2 separate regions of the Mus musculus genome follow, and region 1 is linked to region 2. The links are chromatin contacts, called in public HiChIP or PLAC-seq maps. All regions are on one chromosome and are shown on one strand. The core of a region is the stretch at or near the end of the contact, and the rest is flanking DNA. Distances in the headings are between cores, read along the strand shown. Region 1 overlaps Pkn2 (protein kinase N2). Region 2 holds the start of Gtf2b (general transcription factor IIB).

Evidence for each region. HiChIP or PLAC-seq counts read pairs in DNA pulled down with a chosen protein or histone mark.
Region 1: an H3K4me3 HiChIP or PLAC-seq map of the SCID.adh cell line shows a contact between it and region 2, with 13 read pairs. The contact joins the enhancer-like site here to the promoter of Gtf2b in region 2. A contact is called at or near these places in 8 of 39 promoter capture datasets (the C10 cell line, the HPC-7 cell line, cranial neural crest and 5 more), 2 of 484 Hi-C or Micro-C datasets (the G1E-ER4 cell line and cortical neurons), 4 of 115 datasets of contacts at active chromatin or transcription factors (the SCID.adh cell line, embryonic stem cells and memory CD8 T cells) and 4 of 9 other capture datasets (adipose tissue, embryonic stem cells, liver and 1 more).

What each region holds. Positions count from the first base shown.
Region 1 is chr3:142,854,182-142,858,546 of GRCm38.p6, reverse strand. All of the region lies in intron 1 of Pkn2 (protein kinase N2), which reads left to right. Among named protein-coding and RNA genes, the nearest start is that of Pkn2, 26 kb to the left of the region's middle. Within about 2 kb of position 1,811, at least 21 of the 459 cell types and tissues checked have an H3K27ac peak or open chromatin away from gene starts, as enhancers often do. A contact at or near this core is called in the G1E-ER4 cell line, the SCID.adh cell line and adipose tissue, where this site is marked.
Region 2 is chr3:142,763,656-142,767,952 of GRCm38.p6, reverse strand. It overlaps Gtf2b (general transcription factor IIB), which reads right to left and starts at 2,706. Exons shown (of 7, transcript NM_145546.1): 1 at 2,665-2,706. The coding sequence starts at 2,681.

The sequences.
Region 1 (4,365 bases), core at 562-3,061, 91 kb before region 2:
ATTTGCAAGAAAGTGGATAGAAGAGTGTTATTTTACTTTCTCATGTTAAGTGAAATAAGCCACATTTCAAAAAGACAAATCTCGTATTTTCTCTCATAATACCAAATCTAGATAAAATAAGCACACATGCACACATACACACCAAACATATAAGACATGAAACAAGAGGAGGGACTATTTAGAAGAGGAAGGGGATTGAGGCCAAGGGTAGACAGTGTAGGAGGTGTAACTTTTGGTTCCTTCTAAATAATATTCTTATTAGGCAGGCTAGAAGAATAGAAAAAATTATTTCCAAGGCAGAGAGAATATATACAATTTGGATGAACAGACTAAAAATACCTGTTAATACTTTGATCCAGAGATAGTTGTGACTATTTCAATATCTTTTTCTCTTCTTATATTAAACATAACATTTGAAATAAAGCTATGTATACTTAGCAATATGCCAAGTCAGATATACTGTTGTGAGTTGGTTAATGAAAGCCATAAATAAGAGAAATGTGTTTATTCTGTAAGCTTTTGTAATGACACTTAAGTAGCATCCTGATTGTTTTTTACTGATAAAGATAAATTCTTTTATAGTTGTGGTGTTTTTAGCTAGCAATAATTACTATTTATTTTCTTTTGTCATATTTCTACGATTAGAATTACTACATCAAAAGAAATTGTAGGTTTCTACTTATATTAGTAACTTTCTATTAAGGCTATTAGTCTTAGAGCTGTGTATAGTCAGCAGTATAATTTTTAAAAATCTTTGTCCAATGGACAAAAAAATGGTGTAATCATCTTTGTCACATGGGCAAAAAGGTGTAGTCTTTTTTGTCAGCAGCAATTTTCTTTAATGAAAATAATTCAGGTACACTTTTATTTCTGTGTGAGGAATTTTGCTTCCTTTGACATCCTTGTAACTTTTACTTTGTCTATTATTCATTTAGTTGTTTTTATTCTACCAATTAAAACCTCTTTACTTAAACTACATCATTTCAGCTTCAATATTAGTCAGTGAGATTGATAATGAAAACCTTATTAAAACAATTTTGGTCAATCAGTTGGTATATGTTGACTTAGATTAGTAGTTTTTTTTGTTCTTTGGTTTTTTTTTTTGGTTTTGTTTTTGTTTGTTTTTTTTTTTTTAACACTTGAGTCTTAGCAAAGCAAAATAAAATTAGAATGTATGTAAGCAGCAAGATTTAGATGATTTTGACTAGCAGGAAATGGCTAAACATGCATTTCCAGTGATAAGGTGGGAAGTATGGGTCTTCTTTATGTGCACTCAGTGATGGTGGATGAGCTGCACAGCTGAGACTTTAGCGGAATCTTTACAATTAGCTCATGGACTCCTTGTTTTTCTCGTCCTGTCATACTTTCAGAGCATATTAATGAATATAAAAAGGGGCTTTGCAATTAGGAATTGGATCCAACTTTGGTTTTGTTATTTACAGTGTGGTGGTAGGAATCAAATCCAGGATCTAGAACGAGCCAGACAACTCCTTGCCACTTTGTTTTTCCAGATAAGGTCTCACCATGTAGCTCAGGCAGGCCTTGAACTGCTGCCAGGCCAGTTAGTCTCAGTTTTTCTGTCTTTGCGTCCCAGGTCCTGGGATAATAGGCATACTACACTGTACTTTCTGCAGAAACATGAAACAAGTATCAACTTTGTGAGGCAGCATGACATTTATGGAGTTAAAAATAGTTCTGAACTAGTGAATAAAAACATGAAGCTGGTAATTAAGGTAGGTACAGTCAGTCAGTTCTCCCTGAACAGAAAATACTAAGGCAGAAGTTACACTAAGGATTTTCTACTGCTTATCTACATTTTTTGGTAGCTAATTTAGTTTATTCAGATTAAGAGTATTATTGCCTAGTAATGGTGCCTGGCATTATGATTGATGTTTTGGGGATAGTATCACAGTTTAGCTGATTAAACACCTCATTTTGGTTATTGGAAATGCAAGCGTGTGTGAGTGGGAATAAAACTATGGTAACTAAAAAGTCAGCTCTATGGAAAGCAGAGAGAGCCAACCTGCTATCAGTCACAGCTCATACCTGACTTTCCAGTGCTGGAATCCTAGGTTCCCTCTGAACTTCGGGAGTATACTTTTGTCAGAAAGACAGAAGCATGCATTCTTTGGAGGGAGAGAGAAGAGAGAAGAGAGAGAAAGAGAATGGAGAGAATGTGTGTGTGCGTGCACACTTGCAGATTAAGTGACATCTTTTTTACTTTCTCTTTTAAAAAAAAAAAAGTTTTATCTGGAAAAAAAAAAGCTCTGCCCTCAAACCTCTCTTAGTCTTTGGAGTGATCAGATAACAAAAGGGATAATTATTTAAACAAGATCCCTAGTACAACACATAGGAGAGTCATTTAACTCCCAGGGGAGAACATTGGCAGGAAATTCTTTCTTTGTCATGAACTTTGAAACAAAAAGTTACCCAGGCCAATAAGGAACTTGGAAGAAATAGTTGGAGGCAGAGAGGTGGTATATCCCAAAGGTATAACGTGCGTGGTGATGGAGCCAAGAGAAATGGTCTCTCAGAGGAATTTCCCATAGCTTGTTAATGTTGGAGTTTGGAGAATAATTTGAAAAGAAATAAGAGTTGAAGTGTAATAATAAGCAAGGGTCTTCAAAGAATCAAAATCAAATATGTGAGGTGTTTTTAATCTTTAACAGCTTTTAAAATTGTTATATAAATGTTAAATTTTTGTTTCAATTTATATTGTTACTGTATACCATGACTAAGTTGTTAAAACACAAATATTAGGATAATTGGGCCTTAGAATTTACTAAATAGAACTATTGGGTGGTTGTTTTTGTTTTTGTTTTTTGTTTTTTTTTTTGCCTGCAAAGAGGAAAAAAACATTACTGAAATGATAAGGATACCACGAACCAAGAAATTTTAAGGGACTTGTGACTTATTGCATAATGTTAATTTAAGAACAAAAAGTTAAAAAGGAATTTCTGCGATATTATCTAGTGAGCTTAAAAGAACTGAAATAAAAATACCTAATGGAGTGGGATTCAAGTCTTTTTTTGTCTAAAGTATTTTTTGCCTCATTCTACTTTACATAAGACTCTACAGTAGGAATTTCTTATTTGTTGGCAGTTGTCATATTTTGGTGATTTCAATACCTAACCTAAGGTGAATTGAAAGATAAAATGACGAGACTCACATTGGATGATAGTTGTTGACGGAACTGGAGAAGTGGGGAAGCGGTAGAGAGCTTGGCTAGCATGTGAAGCACCTTGAGTTTTATTACCAGCACTCATTATGTGAGTGAATTAATGATTGAATGAGTGAACAGACAAATGAGTGAATGAATGAATACTGAAAAACTTCAACAGTATTTTAGACCGGGACGAAGATCATCCTAAATACACTTAGATAAAAATAAGAAACTTAAAGCCAATATGCATATTTCAGGAATTAGCTTAGGTGAGATGCATGGAGTATAGAATAGATATTATATAGACATGCGTGTTAAGGTTTTCTGTTTTGCTTTTTGTTTGTTTTTGATAGCATGTTTTGTCTGTCAGAATGTCAAGGAGATATTTAAGAATGTTAGAAACAAATTAATAGAAGTCAGTTCCTTCATCTTTTATATAAGATGCTACCATTAGCCCATCTTTCCCCCAACTTTAGATGCTACATATTTTTATTATAAGTTAAAGATTGGATGTAAAATATAATATGCCAAAAATTTAAGTAGGATGTACTTATCTATAAGTGTAATATGTACTTTCAGAGGTATGTAAACATGCTACACAGTGAAATAACTTCTTTTCCATCTCAGCCACAACCCAACTCTTCTCAGAGGAAACCAGTATATTGATTGCCCTCAGACTTTAAAAATATTCAAAGCAGTGCTGTTAAACTAATATCCATTATCATTTGTGTAGTTAGATGAATAAAAAGTAGCTAAACTAACTTTGGCTTATCTACATGTAGTTTGAGTCTGCTTAACTGATGTTCCATTTTACAAAGAATAATTGTATGGGTTCTATTTTAGCTTTTAAGACAATTTAAAGATTTTTTTCTGCTAATAATGTTTTTGTATTGGCAAGTAAATTTATCTGATAAGTTAGCCATGAAATATATAGAATTCTGATTATCATCTTCAAAAGACTAATACATATGGTAATTCGATAAAAAGTGGCCAGAAAGATTTTGCTAGTTTATTTTCATGTGATTTTTTATAGAGGAGAATATTATTCACCTTTAGAATCTAGTAATGTTTTTATTAAGCGATTAGTGAGTCAAAATTGTACTCGAAATTTCTCTTAGAATGTCTTGAATTTCCAAATATTTCTGAAAGGCCATGATAGTGTTATTTTGATTTTTATCGATAAATAAATTGACTTTTAAAAG
Region 2 (4,297 bases), core at 1,457-3,956:
TATTTATTTTTGTCTTATAGGTGTTTTCCCTGCGCGTGTGCAGGTGTACTGCCTGAATGGTTAGTTCCCAGGGATACTTTGGAACTAGTTACCATGTGGGTGCAGGTCTTCTGCAGAAGCAACAAGTGCCCTTCACCACAGGTCTCTCTCCCTAACTACCAACAACTAAGTCACATGGAAAACTGATTTTTAAAAAATTCACTAAATAATCACAGATTTATTTACTTCATTAAAACATATCCTGGAGTCTTCTAATTGGAAAAATGAGAGAGGACAGGAACTGCTTTATACTTGTTCTGCAAACTTGTTAGAAAAAAATAAATCTTAAAAAAATAAAGTATTTCATAAAAATCAAAAAGCTGCAGAAATAAAGTAAAATGTTAGCAAAATAAGAGTGGCTCTCAATAAACAAAGCAGGAAATTAACCTAACAGTATGTTAAGGATTAACATAGTTTGGCACTACTAACAAGTCTATCAAGCCAGCTGTGATGGGACATGTCAGTATTCAGGAAGCAGAAATAGCTAGGCATGCTACCTAGTCAAAGCTACCCTAGGAACTATACATCGACTAGAGTGAGGCTGTCTCAACAGATGGATGGATGGATGGATGGATGGATGGATGGATGGATGGAATAGTAGGCCGAGGGGCTGGGAATCACTGTCAGCAGATAACTGTACATAGGAGTTCCAAGGCAGCTGACACTACAGCCTCAAAGACAAAAGTAGGTAAAGAGGCTGAGAATGGAGCTTAGTGGAAGATGCGTGCCTAGTATATATAAGTCCTGGTTTCAATCCCTAACATTTAAAAGAGGGAAACATGAAAAACTTTGCAGAGTATTTAAATGATACCGCCTTAAACATTATTTATTTATTTATCCAAATTATTTAAATATGAACATTTTGTCTGCATGTATGTCTTAGTGCCTACAGAGACAGAAGAGATGCCCTGGAATTGAGTTAGGAGTTCATGAGTTGCCATGTGGGTGCTGGAAAAGCACCCAGTGTTCCTAACCATGGAGCCCCCTCCCCCGCCCATAAACATTTTGAATGCTCAATGTGCACAACATCCTAAAAGATAGGCACAATCTTCATTTTACAGATCGCAGCCAAAAAGTTATTTACTGACGTCGGAATAAAGAGTGGGCATCAATCTGGACATGTTCTCTTCGAGAACACCAACCAGTGCCAATGCTTAGTGCCTACATGCCGCCCTCAAGGTATGACAAACTCTCAGGCAACTTCTCTCTATTCACACTGCTGGCAAAACTTGATAGCAACAGGAATGACACAGACTTAAGAGCTGGATGAGGGCCGGGCAGATCTACAACCCCACAGTTTTCAAGGTGGAGACAGAAGATTCGAGACCACTAACTCAAAATCAAACACTAGCTGTCCAGAAAAGAAATTAATTTCAAGGGATTTTTTTAAGTGAAGAAAAGTTTAAAAACTGTAACCAGTGATTTTACTATGTGTACTATTTAAACACTACAACTTGTGTTTCAAGAATACAGGAGTTCCTTTTCCCTAAGATGGTAAGCTGTGCCTACATATGAACACATCACCCATGGGAAATTTCAATAGTATTTGGGGAAGCTGAAGGTTCCTATGTCGCTACAAGGAAGCCTTACGTGACAAAACCACACCCAGATGGAATGATTAAATCATAATTAATCTAATTAAATCATAAAATCAGTAAACAAGATTGCCCATTGCTTCCACGCAAGAAGTTCACGAGGCTTCCTATGCCCACCTCCCACTTTTTATAATAAACAGCAGACTTGGAGGTTCCCAGAAAGGCCAAGTTTCTGTAAATAATGGCTTCCCCCGGTGACGTTTACCAATTCCACACATAGTAACCACCTCCGAAAAAAAAAAAAAAGTGCCAAAAGAACAGAACTTAATTTGATACTTTCTGTACATTCTGTGTTAACTGGAGACCAGTGGACGGATAATCAGAATAGGTATAGTGGCCCGCGAAAGGTCAACACGCTGGCATGACTCAGTTTACACATATGCCAGTATACTAATATCTACCTCATAGTGGTTACAAGAGATATAATTAGGGTCTGCAAAGCATTTTGGAGGTCACAAGATTAAAGGCTGTCTCTGCGGTCACAACACGCATTTCCTGTAGATATTAAGCAAACTACGTTTTAAAAATACATTTAAAATGACTTCCAGCATATGTAATTAATTTTCTGCAGACAGCATCTCCTTCAGAGTACGCAATGATACTTTTCGGGGTGGGGACAGGGGGTCTTTTAGGAGAATGAATCAAGTCTCCGTATGTGCTTTCGTTTCCACTTCTGGGGGGGCCATTGGGCTAGCGACCCTTTGCCACCAGACAACCAATGCTGACGTTTCTCAACTTTGCGGTTGTCAGATCGATAGGGACCTGGAACGTCGCTTTTCCAGCTCTTCGGAAACGGGGTTTCAGCCCCCTCCGGCTGGATGGGCCGTAAGGGAGAAAATACACAGAAAACATCAACATGACACAAAGACGGTTGAAGGGTCCGGAGACGGAGGCCGGGGCCGTGCGGATCCGCAGGGTCAAACCCGGGCGGCGATGACTCAGGTGGGTAAGGGACACCCGCGGCGGCCTTCTGGAGGAACCTGGGCCCCGCGATGCCCTGCTCCACTCGCTCCGAGGCCGTTGCACTCACCGGCTGGTCGACGCCATCTTCGCGGCTCCGCCAACAGCTCCGTCCGAAGCAGGAAGCAGCACTGGCTCCTAGACGCCCCGAGCCGGGCTTTTATGCGCGAGTCGCTCGCGCGCACTCCGCGCGGCTACGGGTCGGGAGGAGGGCTAAAAAGCGCTCGGTCCTTGACGACGCGGGCTGTGTACTTCCTGGTTGTCTCCGCTGCTGCTGCGTGGCTCCCGGCTGCTGGTTGATTGGCAAAATCTTCAAAGCCTGGCGGGATAGCACACCCCTTTGATCTCCGGAGGCAGAGGCTGGAGGATCTCTGTGAGTTTAGAGGAACCTGATCCACACAGGGTGCTCCAGAACAGCCAGGAGGAGGGAGAGAGAGATAAAGAGAGAGAGACAGACAGACAGACAGACACAGACACACACAGTCTCAAACAAATCAAAACAAAAAATCAACCCAAGAAGACTCAGAATGTGCTGCGCCTGAGCTAGCTCTCAAACAGAGGAAATTAAAATGGGAGTTGCCTCCTCGGGTGATACTCTCAAGTATTCCTGCACCAAGAAGGTAGGAGGATCTGGAGTTAGACCTCGTCTCAAACAAAAAACACCTTTAAATAAACAAACACACAAAATAACCAACACACAAGGAAACCAGGTTGGTTGAAAGGGGCAAAGCGCTCGCACCAAATTCCTTTCCTTTATTTTCAAGTCAGTTTTCCCTATCTGATTGAATGTCTCATTTGCCCTGACTAAAGAATTTGGAATAAAAAGAGAAATTAGTTGTTGTCTTCAGGAGTAGGTATCAATTCAAGCTCTGTCATTGGCCAACATGATTCAAAGTTCCTACATGTCCTTTATCTCAACAGTGTAGGCATGGAGGGTATCTGGCTCACAAACCCTTCTAGAATTGCAAGAGACAGCCCTGCTATGACCCATGTTGTTGTTGTTCCCCAATCATCATCGAATATTTGACTGAAAACCGAGTATAGGAAATGTAATAAAACAGCTAACGTCTATACAAGGGCCTCACAAGGCAGGTCTTGGGGGTCACCCTTGTAATTCTAGAAGTTAGGGTGCAGAGGTGGGAGGTCATGAATCCCAAGCCAGCCTGACCTGCAGAACAAGACCTTGTCTCAGCTCCCGTCCTCTTACCTTAAGGCAACAGTGCTACTTTCTTGTAAATAAACCATTCCCAACAAAGTCTGAATTAAGGTAACTGCAAGTTGGGTGTCTTCCACTGAGATGAAAACTCAGTAAGCATTTTATTTGTTAATGGAAATCAAATGCCATTAAGCAGACATTTGTTGAAGTGGGAATTTCTGGTTTTGTTAGGGACTCAGTTGTATCATGTGATGTTTTTCTGGAAACTGTCTTATGTAACGGTGTTTTGCCGAGAACAGGCGCAGGGTGTTTTTCTGAAAACTGCCTAGTGAAAGGGCGTGTGATGTTTTGCTACGGCGGATGCTTGAGGGGACATATGTTTGGAAAGAGCATAAGTATAACCCAACAGACGGCGGACAGTGCTCCTGCAATTGGTTCGCCTTGCTTGATTCGCTGATCTTAGCTTGTTGTGACTTCATAGTGAAAAATGCACCAAAGAACTTATGGTGGTGTTCCAGCGGCTTCTTCCTGCTTCTGTGGACTTGTG